2 separate regions of the Zea mays genome follow, and region 1 is linked to region 2. The links are chromatin contacts, called in public Hi-C maps. All regions are on one chromosome and are shown on one strand. The core of a region is the stretch at or near the end of the contact, and the rest is flanking DNA. Distances in the headings are between cores, read along the strand shown. Region 1 holds the start of LOC100194378 (Constitutive photomorphogenesis protein 10). Region 2 holds the start of LOC100217102 (adenylyl-sulfate kinase).

Evidence for each region. Hi-C and Micro-C count contacts between places; a contact is called where the count stands out from the background.
Region 1: a Hi-C map of leaf shows a contact between it and region 2, with 5 times the contacts expected there. The contact joins the promoter of LOC100194378 here to the promoter of LOC100217102 in region 2. A contact is called at or near these places in 2 of 25 Hi-C or Micro-C datasets (ear and leaf).

Annotation. Positions count from the first base shown.
Region 1 is chr2:213,751,023-213,755,065 of Zm-B73-REFERENCE-NAM-5.0, reverse strand. It overlaps LOC100194378 (Constitutive photomorphogenesis protein 10), which reads right to left and starts at 1,744. Exons shown (of 1, transcript NM_001139412.1): 1 at 420-1,744. The coding sequence starts at 1,716. The coding sequence ends at 661. LOC100282225 (ubiquitin-conjugating enzyme E2 E3) reads right to left here. Exons shown (of 4, transcript NM_001155137.2): 3 at 2,864-3,011; 4 at 2,341-2,710. The coding sequence ends at 2,613.
Region 2 is chr2:213,332,622-213,336,874 of Zm-B73-REFERENCE-NAM-5.0, reverse strand. It overlaps LOC100217102 (adenylyl-sulfate kinase), which reads right to left and starts at 2,025. Exons shown (of 7, transcript NM_001143471.1): 1 at 1,749-2,025. LOC111590836 reads left to right here and starts at 312. Exons shown (of 1, transcript XM_023301700.1): 1 at 312-1,577. The coding sequence starts at 419. The coding sequence ends at 1,003.

The DNA of each region.
Region 1 (4,043 bases), core at 495-2,994, 420 kb before region 2:
GCGTTCAAATCGAGTAAACAGAGAGTGATCATAAACGAAGAAGAGATATGCGATGGCGTACCATGCGCTGCGTCCTCAACCAATAATTCACAAGAAGCTTCACAGGCTTCAGCTCCATCGCCTTTTCTTTTGCACTAACTTGTTTTCTCAGCATTCAAGTGACGCACCAAACCGAAACGGGACGCGGCACAGAAAGGCAGAAAAGGAGACTGCACCAAAACCGCTGCCGACCTGGGGGGCAGGTGTCGGTAGGAGTAGAACCGATCATTTTCACCTTTTCTAATCACACCCATACACTTCTAAAAGCAAACAGGCTTTTGCAGAGGAAGTCAACAGCACATGATCAGAGCCTGATCTCTACTCTTGGACTTAGCAGACCATCTTCTCGCATAGGAGGAACAGATTTGTGATATTCAGCTAATAAAACTACCACAGTTTATTGCTATAGGTAGACAGTGTAGACCAGGGCGTAAAAAGCCCTGGAGTTTCTCGCCAGATCTTGCACACCCTGCATCATGCTCAAAATTTTGGTTCTGCGCAACTGCGAATGCATTATTCAGAGATGTGCGGTCTACTAAGAAACTCTGGACCACACTTACTCATCAGTGCTTATGTATGTATGTATGTATGTACTCCTGGTCTCCTGGATTCTGTTGAAAGCTAGAAATGCAAGTTCTTCTTGGAACCGTGCTTGGCCTTGATCATCCCGTTCAGGGCCTTCACGCACCGGCGTATCACCCCCATCGACTTCTTCCCTCCCTCGGGTCGCTTTATCACCATGGCCAGTGTCGTGCCGCCTGCTGCTGCTCCTGGTCCTGAAACACTGTGATCAGCGAGGACACTCTCTCCACGGCTGCCTTGCTTGCTGGCAAGCATCGCATCGCCAGTCGGAAGCTGCTTCTGTTGTATAAGCTCCTGAAGGGAGAACCGGGGCACGTTGTCAGCAAGACGTGGTGGCGCGCCTAGCTTCTTCAAGGTTTGGAATTGCTCCGGTGCCTTCTGATGGCATTCCTGCTGAGACTTCTGCTCTTCAGGTTGCGATGCCTGCTCATCCGGCTCTTGGTGTTGTTGAAGTCCCTTCTGCTCCTCGTCTTGGAATTGCTTTGGTGCAGTCTCCTCATCTTCTTCAGGTAGGTTTGGTGTCACCAGCTGCTCCGCTTCTTGGAATCGCTCTGATGCAGTCTCCTTCTCAGGTAGGTTTGGTGTCATAAGCTCCTGGTTTTGGTATTGTGATGGTAACTCATCTTTAGCTCGATACTGCTCTGGCATCTTGTCTTCATTTAGATACTGGTCCTGGTCTGGTTTCTTCTCATCATCTTGATATGTATCTGGTATCTCCTGCTCTTCGTCTGAACACTGCTGTGATTCCTTGTGCTCATCTTCATATTGCTCCGGTGTCTTTTGTTCACCATCTTCATACTGCAGTGGTGCTTGTGGAATCTTCAGATCCTCATCCTCATTCAAACACAGTGTCTTCTGCTCTGCATCCTCACATTGCTGGAGTGCCTTCAGCTCTTCCTCTTGGCATTGCTGGAGTGACTTCAGCTCTTCATCTTGGCGTTGCAGAAATGCCTTCAGCTCTTGGTGGCGATGATGTGCCAGGGACGGTGTATACTGATCTTGGAAGCAGGCTACCAGGCTTGTTGATCGCCGAGTTCGCCTCGACATGGCAATGTCGAAGCGGCGAGACTTGCTCACATCTAGTTCGGTGGCCATTGTCTATGGTCTGAAGAGTAAGAGCACCAGAGCACCAGAAAGTGTGGGTTTGCATCTTCTCTGGGTGGAGTTATAAGGTCTGTACCAGATGTGATAAATTGAGCAGTCTGTACTGGGAATCAGTGAACTGGTGAGGCGTCAACTTCAGAGGTGAAGTCCAGTTTGGTCATTTGTAAGATCAGTGCCTGTCATGGCAGCTTTATCATCCCTACATGAAGTGAGATCCAAGTTAGCAGCAGTAAGCAAGTGACAATTATTCTGTCATAAACATCTGATATCTTTGTGCTTTGTTGGATGGCAACATGGCATTTATTCTGTCCAAGTAACGCCTAAGAACTAGGGGCAAAGTTCTCGATCCAAGAAAAAAAATACCTGTGTAATTGAAGCCTTGTCCAACAACACTACCTGAATGATAACCAGCAGGATTTTGTTTCAAGTGAAAGATATGAATGGCATGCTTTACATACTTTGTCTGCAGAAAAGTAAATAAGTAATCGATCGTTTGTACAGCTGTACCGTTAAAAGCTATTGGTTTCTGAATATTTCCATGATTTATGTTTCTTTTTCCTTTCAGTATATGAAACTGACATCCTCAACCAGGACAGCAGCACACGAGGCCAGTTTCAATAGAAACCATTTTTAGAAATAAACTCGGAAGAAAAGTTCTGAAGAGTTCAGGGTGCAACTTTGGCAGAAGTGCAAAATCGAAAAAGATTATTCTCCACCTAAAAGCAGCGATTAAAGAACACTCAAGCATAAAGTACACCTTTATGTCACAACTCACATCAAATAATACATGGCTGATGGCTCCTTTGCCAACATTCACCATTTCAGGCGTCAGGCCACATTAAGATTTTTTTACAAGGTCAATCGTGCTTAGATGCAAACAGAATCCTCTATCTTGCAAATCTCATTGTCCACTCAGCTGCTGTTTCATCATGTTTAGCTCTATCAGTCAGATACTGACGTGAAATGCTCATCACAAGCGGGGTGTCTGCACAGACAAAGATCATAACTTTAGCCTGTCAATTGAATAAGAAAACGTAAGACTTTCAATTGTTGAAGTAGAAAAAATGTAGACAGTAGGCATAATTTGCACCAGAATCCATGATTGTTTACATAAGGTAGTACAGAGAATGGTAAGTACATGGATCTGGATTGTTGATGATGTCTTTGATGGCCAATAACACCTTTGAAATAGTGAAAGCTGGACTCCAACCATCCTTCAGAATGTCCAAATGCACTTTACCAGTGGAATCAATATTGCAATGGTAAATCCTTGTTTTGAAAGTTACCTGGGAGAATACCATCATGGCACACAGTCGGAGTTGTTATAAAACTAAATGTGAAGTCAATAACTTGTGAAACGAAATGTACTCAATTTGAATAGATTTCATCAGAAGAGTAAAATAAATTGTGAAACCTTCAATATTAACATGTGAAATGCCAACTCATGGTAAATATCACTTGTAACACTACGTACATAAGCATAGATCTGACAATAACATCAAAGAGCATTGGAAAGATATTCTGAGAACACACACACAAAACAAAGCCTTTCAGTCCAAAGCAAGTTGGGGTATGCTATTTTGAGAATGGAGCATTAAAAAAATATTTTGATCATAGTATATTTGGAACATCAGATTAGTAGTTTAGTATGATATTTGCAGTAGTCTGCATTAGCTAAACGAATAGTTCCATTGGCTGATCATGGTAAAACTGTGCCACTGAAGATTTGTATGGTAAGTGAAAGACAAAATGGAGGTCAGCTGTTTCTGATCCTTCATATGTCAAGCAACCTGTCAAAAATCAGAAAGTAAACATGAAATAGATGGTGGCGGTGTTGCCAATTGTCATTATATCAACAACATGACGGGGCGGAGTCTTCCTTTTTTGGTGACCGTGACATTGCAAGTTTTTCATTAAGAGGAAAGGTTAGTTTTAACAGGTTTCTTAAATAGCCATAAGCTTAGGGTTACCACAAGTAAGCAGTCTCATTGATTACTCTTATATTACAAAACTATTTTGTGACAGATCAGAGCTGCTAAACAGGCGAGCAATATTGGAGTTATTTGCTCTCGACAAGCTAGTTAACAACAATAAATGTGAATAGCAAGCTGAGAGTGGAATATGCATTTAGAATCACTTCCCTCAGTTAGCAGATTCTCTTATATTCTAAGCCAAGATACAATATGTCACTGTGTGATAGTCTTATAGAGGTGCCACCAAAAGTATATGTTATAGTGGTAAGGCTTTGACCGAGAAAAAACAATTGTAGGATATCTTTGCTAAGAAAAATACTAAAGTAAGCTAGGACAAGAAACAAT
Region 2 (4,253 bases), core at 776-3,275:
GTCTTTTCAGACTTGACATAGAATTTCAAATATAGAATAAGTTCATACATAAGTTGAGTTCACAAACCAAATAGCATTAGCATAAGTTCAACCACACAACACAAGTTACAACTTTCATGTATGATTAGTAACCATCATCGAACTCATCAAGATTAAGACCATGAGCATTTCCAAGGTCATCTCTCTTCACAACAGCAACATCTAATTCCATTTCCATGACCGCATTGAAAATGTAACACTTAACAGGGAACCAACAGAGTATTGTCCATTCCCCATTTACCAAACAAACCACCAGCGCTGCAGATATAAAAAAATTATACACTACATAACTTTTATCTCCATGTCTCAATAGTCAATACAAGAATACAACCAGAAAAATAATGAGGACATACATAAGTCAGCTAGAAAGAATGGAAAAATGACCAACTATCCCAATGAAATATCAACACTAAACTCTTGCAGGGCAAGTAGGAAGTGCAGAACTCCGAACTCTCAACCAAAATTCGCTATAGAATCAGAAGAGGATGCGAGTGGGGACCTTTCCAGACGACGGGTCGGACACCAGTACTTTTCCTGCACGCACCGCGGCCTTGAAGTCAGAGAGCAGGTGTGCCCGTATCACCGCCCCGGCGCCCTCGTCGTCATCCTCCTCCCTTCGGCCACCACCCACCCCTACGGCCTGCTCGTACGATGGCGGCGGCGGTACGGGAGAGGCAGTAGCTGGCGGCGGTGGCGGCTTTGGGGGTGGCGGTGGAGGGAGGAGGGAGGAGGGGGCCGGCGGCGTACCTGGAGGGCGGTGGAGGACGGCCGACGGCGTCTGGCTCTGGCGGCTCCTGGGCGCGCGCGATGGCGGCTGGCAGCTCCTGGGCGCGCACGACGGCGGCTGGAGCACAGGCGTCTGGGCGGCTGGGCGCGATGGCGTCTGGCGGCGATGGATCAATGGCTGCGCGCGTTGGATCAGCGGCTGGCCCACGAACGCTATGAGCATAGAACGTCCATATAGCGCATAGAACGTCCAGAACGTGCGTTCCGACGTGTAAACGTCGTTTAAACGTCCAGAACGGACGTTCTACGCAGTTTTGGTAAAATGTGCGGACGTTTTATCTACTAATCGCGTTTTAGCGTTTAAACGACGCTTAATCGTCGTTTAAACGACGTTTTAATAATCATGAATAGGTAGTTATTTGTTAGCTAGCTAATTCCACTAACAATTTTTAGCCAACTAACTATTAATTTCAGTGCATTCAAACACCCCCTAAACCAGTTTAGAAATGAACTGGCCGGCTATCCTCAGTTCCTCACTCACGTCGCACTCGAATTATCCAAACAATCTCTCCAATCCTGCTTCCCTTTCTCTAGATCCTTGATGAGTCAGGCACCCGGACAAAACCTTCTCCCCGCCACCCATCACCGTGTCACTCTCGCACATTTGGCCCCGTGGAAGCTATAGGGCACCTCCTTGGTCCTCCTCAAGACCGCATAAAAATGTCCACCACCGTCGCGCTCGAGGTAAAGGTAGAAACCCAGAATAAGCATTTCGCCACCAACTAAAGACGATCAAGTGCAGAAAATCGCGGAAGACAAGGAGATATGATTATGAGGTCTGCTACTCCGTAGAAATGGGAGTACATCTGGAATTCCGCTCAATCTACACGCATCCGCGTAACCCGATCAGCAATTAGCAAGTACATTGGATCGAACCGTCTAGGGTGAAGAGGGATTGAGAGGCGATACGTGCCTAGACTAACCTCCTGCGTGCTCCGGCTGCTCCTCCACGGATCGGTCGCCGGCGCATTCGACGAGGGGGCGTCCTTCGCAGCCTCTGTCGCCTGTTACCCTCGTCCTAATTCCTGCCGCTAGGAGTCTCGGGAGGAGGGGGCGAGGCGGAGGCAACCCTAGATTCGCGGCGGGGCTCCGGTTCCGGTGCGCGACCGCGAGGCGCGGGCAACGGCCAGGGGAGGGAATGGCACCCCCGCCGCTGGAATCGACACGAGGATCGCGAGAGCACCGCCACCCCGCGCGCCGCGTTGCGGTGGAGGCGGCAAACGGGAGACGGACAGGGACACGAGAGCCCCGGGAGGCGTGCGTCCATGGGCAGTGCGGGGCCTGGTGCGGCTTCGTTGCTGCTGGCAGCCTGGCACCGACGTGTTCTCACGATACACTACTGAAGCTTCATATTTGGAACCTGCTCCGTCACTGACATTAGGGACCAAGCCTAGATAATGCCCACACGTCAGTGACCGTCTGCAGTTACCTGCTAAGAAAGTGTACAGGATCCCGTCGTCATATTTGAGTAGGGCCAAACTAAAAGCTTCAGTATTCTTCCTCAAAATATTATATGGATGATCTGATTCTTCATCTATGTTGATATAATTTAATTATAAAATTAATTATAGAGACGGATACTGAACGACGAAAAGAATCTATCGAACTCAACATCACATAAGTGAATTATAAACTAATTCAATTTAATAGATTTGTCTTGTGGTTTAGTCCTAATATATATAATTAGTTTTATAACTATACTATATCTAATGCTTTTAATTAATATCGGATAAAGACTAAAATTTAGTCTCTATATTCAAACTGAGCCTCAGTATTCTCATTCTGACCAACACGTATGCAAAGGTAGATCCTAATAACTACTACCTTCATTTCAAGTTATAAGATATTTTAGATTGCTAATAAATGTTTTTCCTATATATTTAGACATACACTGTGTCTAGATATGCAACAAAACATTATATTTTAAAAATAAAATCACCTTACAACTTAGAAGAAAAGAGAGTGCTAGAGTGTTATTATACTTGTCGGCGTTTCGAGACCGAGGGTCCCTGAGCCGACGAGTGAATGTCGCCGCGTGCCCCAGCCCAGATGGGTCGAGCGCGAGGGCGAGCGCGAAGGGGGGAAAGCGAGGCGGCCGGAGACCGGCGTGAGAGAGGTGGGAATCCTGCGGCCTTCGTGTTCGTCCCGCGCCCAGGTCGGGTGCGCTTGCAGTAGGGGGTTACAAGCGTCCACGCGGGAGAGGGAGCGAGCGGCTTCAAGCGAGCGCCTGTCTCGTCCTCGTCCCCGCGCGGCCAACCCTCTCTAAGAGGGCCCTGGTCCTTCCTTTTATAGGCGTAAGGAGAGGATCCAGGTGTACAATGGGGGGTATAGCAGAGTGCTACGTGTCTAGCGGAGGAGAGCTAGCGCCCTAAGTACATGCCGTCGTGGCAGCCGGAGAGATTTTGGCACCCAGCTGGTGTGATGTCGTGGCCGTCGGAGGAGTGTTGGAGCCTGGCGGAGGGACAGCTGTCGGGGCTGTCGGGTCCTTGCTGACGTCCTCTTGCTTCCGTAAGGGGGCTGAGAGCCGCCGTCGTCACAGAATATGCGGGGCGCCATCATTGCCCATCTGGTGGAGCGAGCCAGATGGGACGCCGGTCTTGTTCCCCGTGGCCCGAGTCAGCTCGGGGTAGGGTGATGATGGCGCTTCCTGTTGACGTGGCTGGTCTGCGCCCTAGGTTGGGCGATGTGGAAGCTCCTCCAAGGCCGAGGTCGAGTCTGTCTTCCGTGGTCGAGGTCGAGGTCGAGTCCGAGCCCCTGGTTCAAGCGAGGCGGAGACCGTCGGCTGAGGCCAGGGCGGAGTCCGAGCCCTGGGGTCGGGCGGAGCGGAGTTCGTCGTCTTCTGGGGCTGAGCCCGAGTCCGAGCCCTGGGTCGGGCGGAGCGGAGTTTGCCGTCTTCCGGGACTTAGCCCGAGTCCGAGCCCTGGGTCGGGCGGAGCGGAGTTCGTCGTCTTCCGGGACTTAGCCCGAGTCCGAGCCCTGGGTCGGGCGGAGCGGAGTTCGTCGTCTTCTGGGGCTGAGCCCGAGTCCGAGCCCTGGGTTGGGCGGAGCGGAGTTCGTCGTCTTCCGGGACTTAGCCCGAGTCCGAGCCCTGGGTCGGGCGGAGCGGAGTTCGTCGTCTTCCGGGACTTAGCCCGAGTCCGAGCCCTGGGTCGGGCAGAGCGGAGCTTCCTATGGTGCCTTCGGCCGGGCCTGACTGCCTGTCAGCCTCACTCTGTCAAGTGGCACCGCAGTCGGAGCGGCGCAAGTGGCGCTGTCCTTCTGTCAGGCCGGTCAGTGGAGCGGCGAAGTGACGGCGGTCACTTCGGCTCTGCCGGCTGGGGGCGCGCGTCAGGATAAAGGTGTCAGGCCACCTTTGCATTAAATGCTCCTGCGATTTGGTCGGTCGGTACGGCGATTTGGTCAGGGTTGCTCCTTGGCGAAGACAGGGC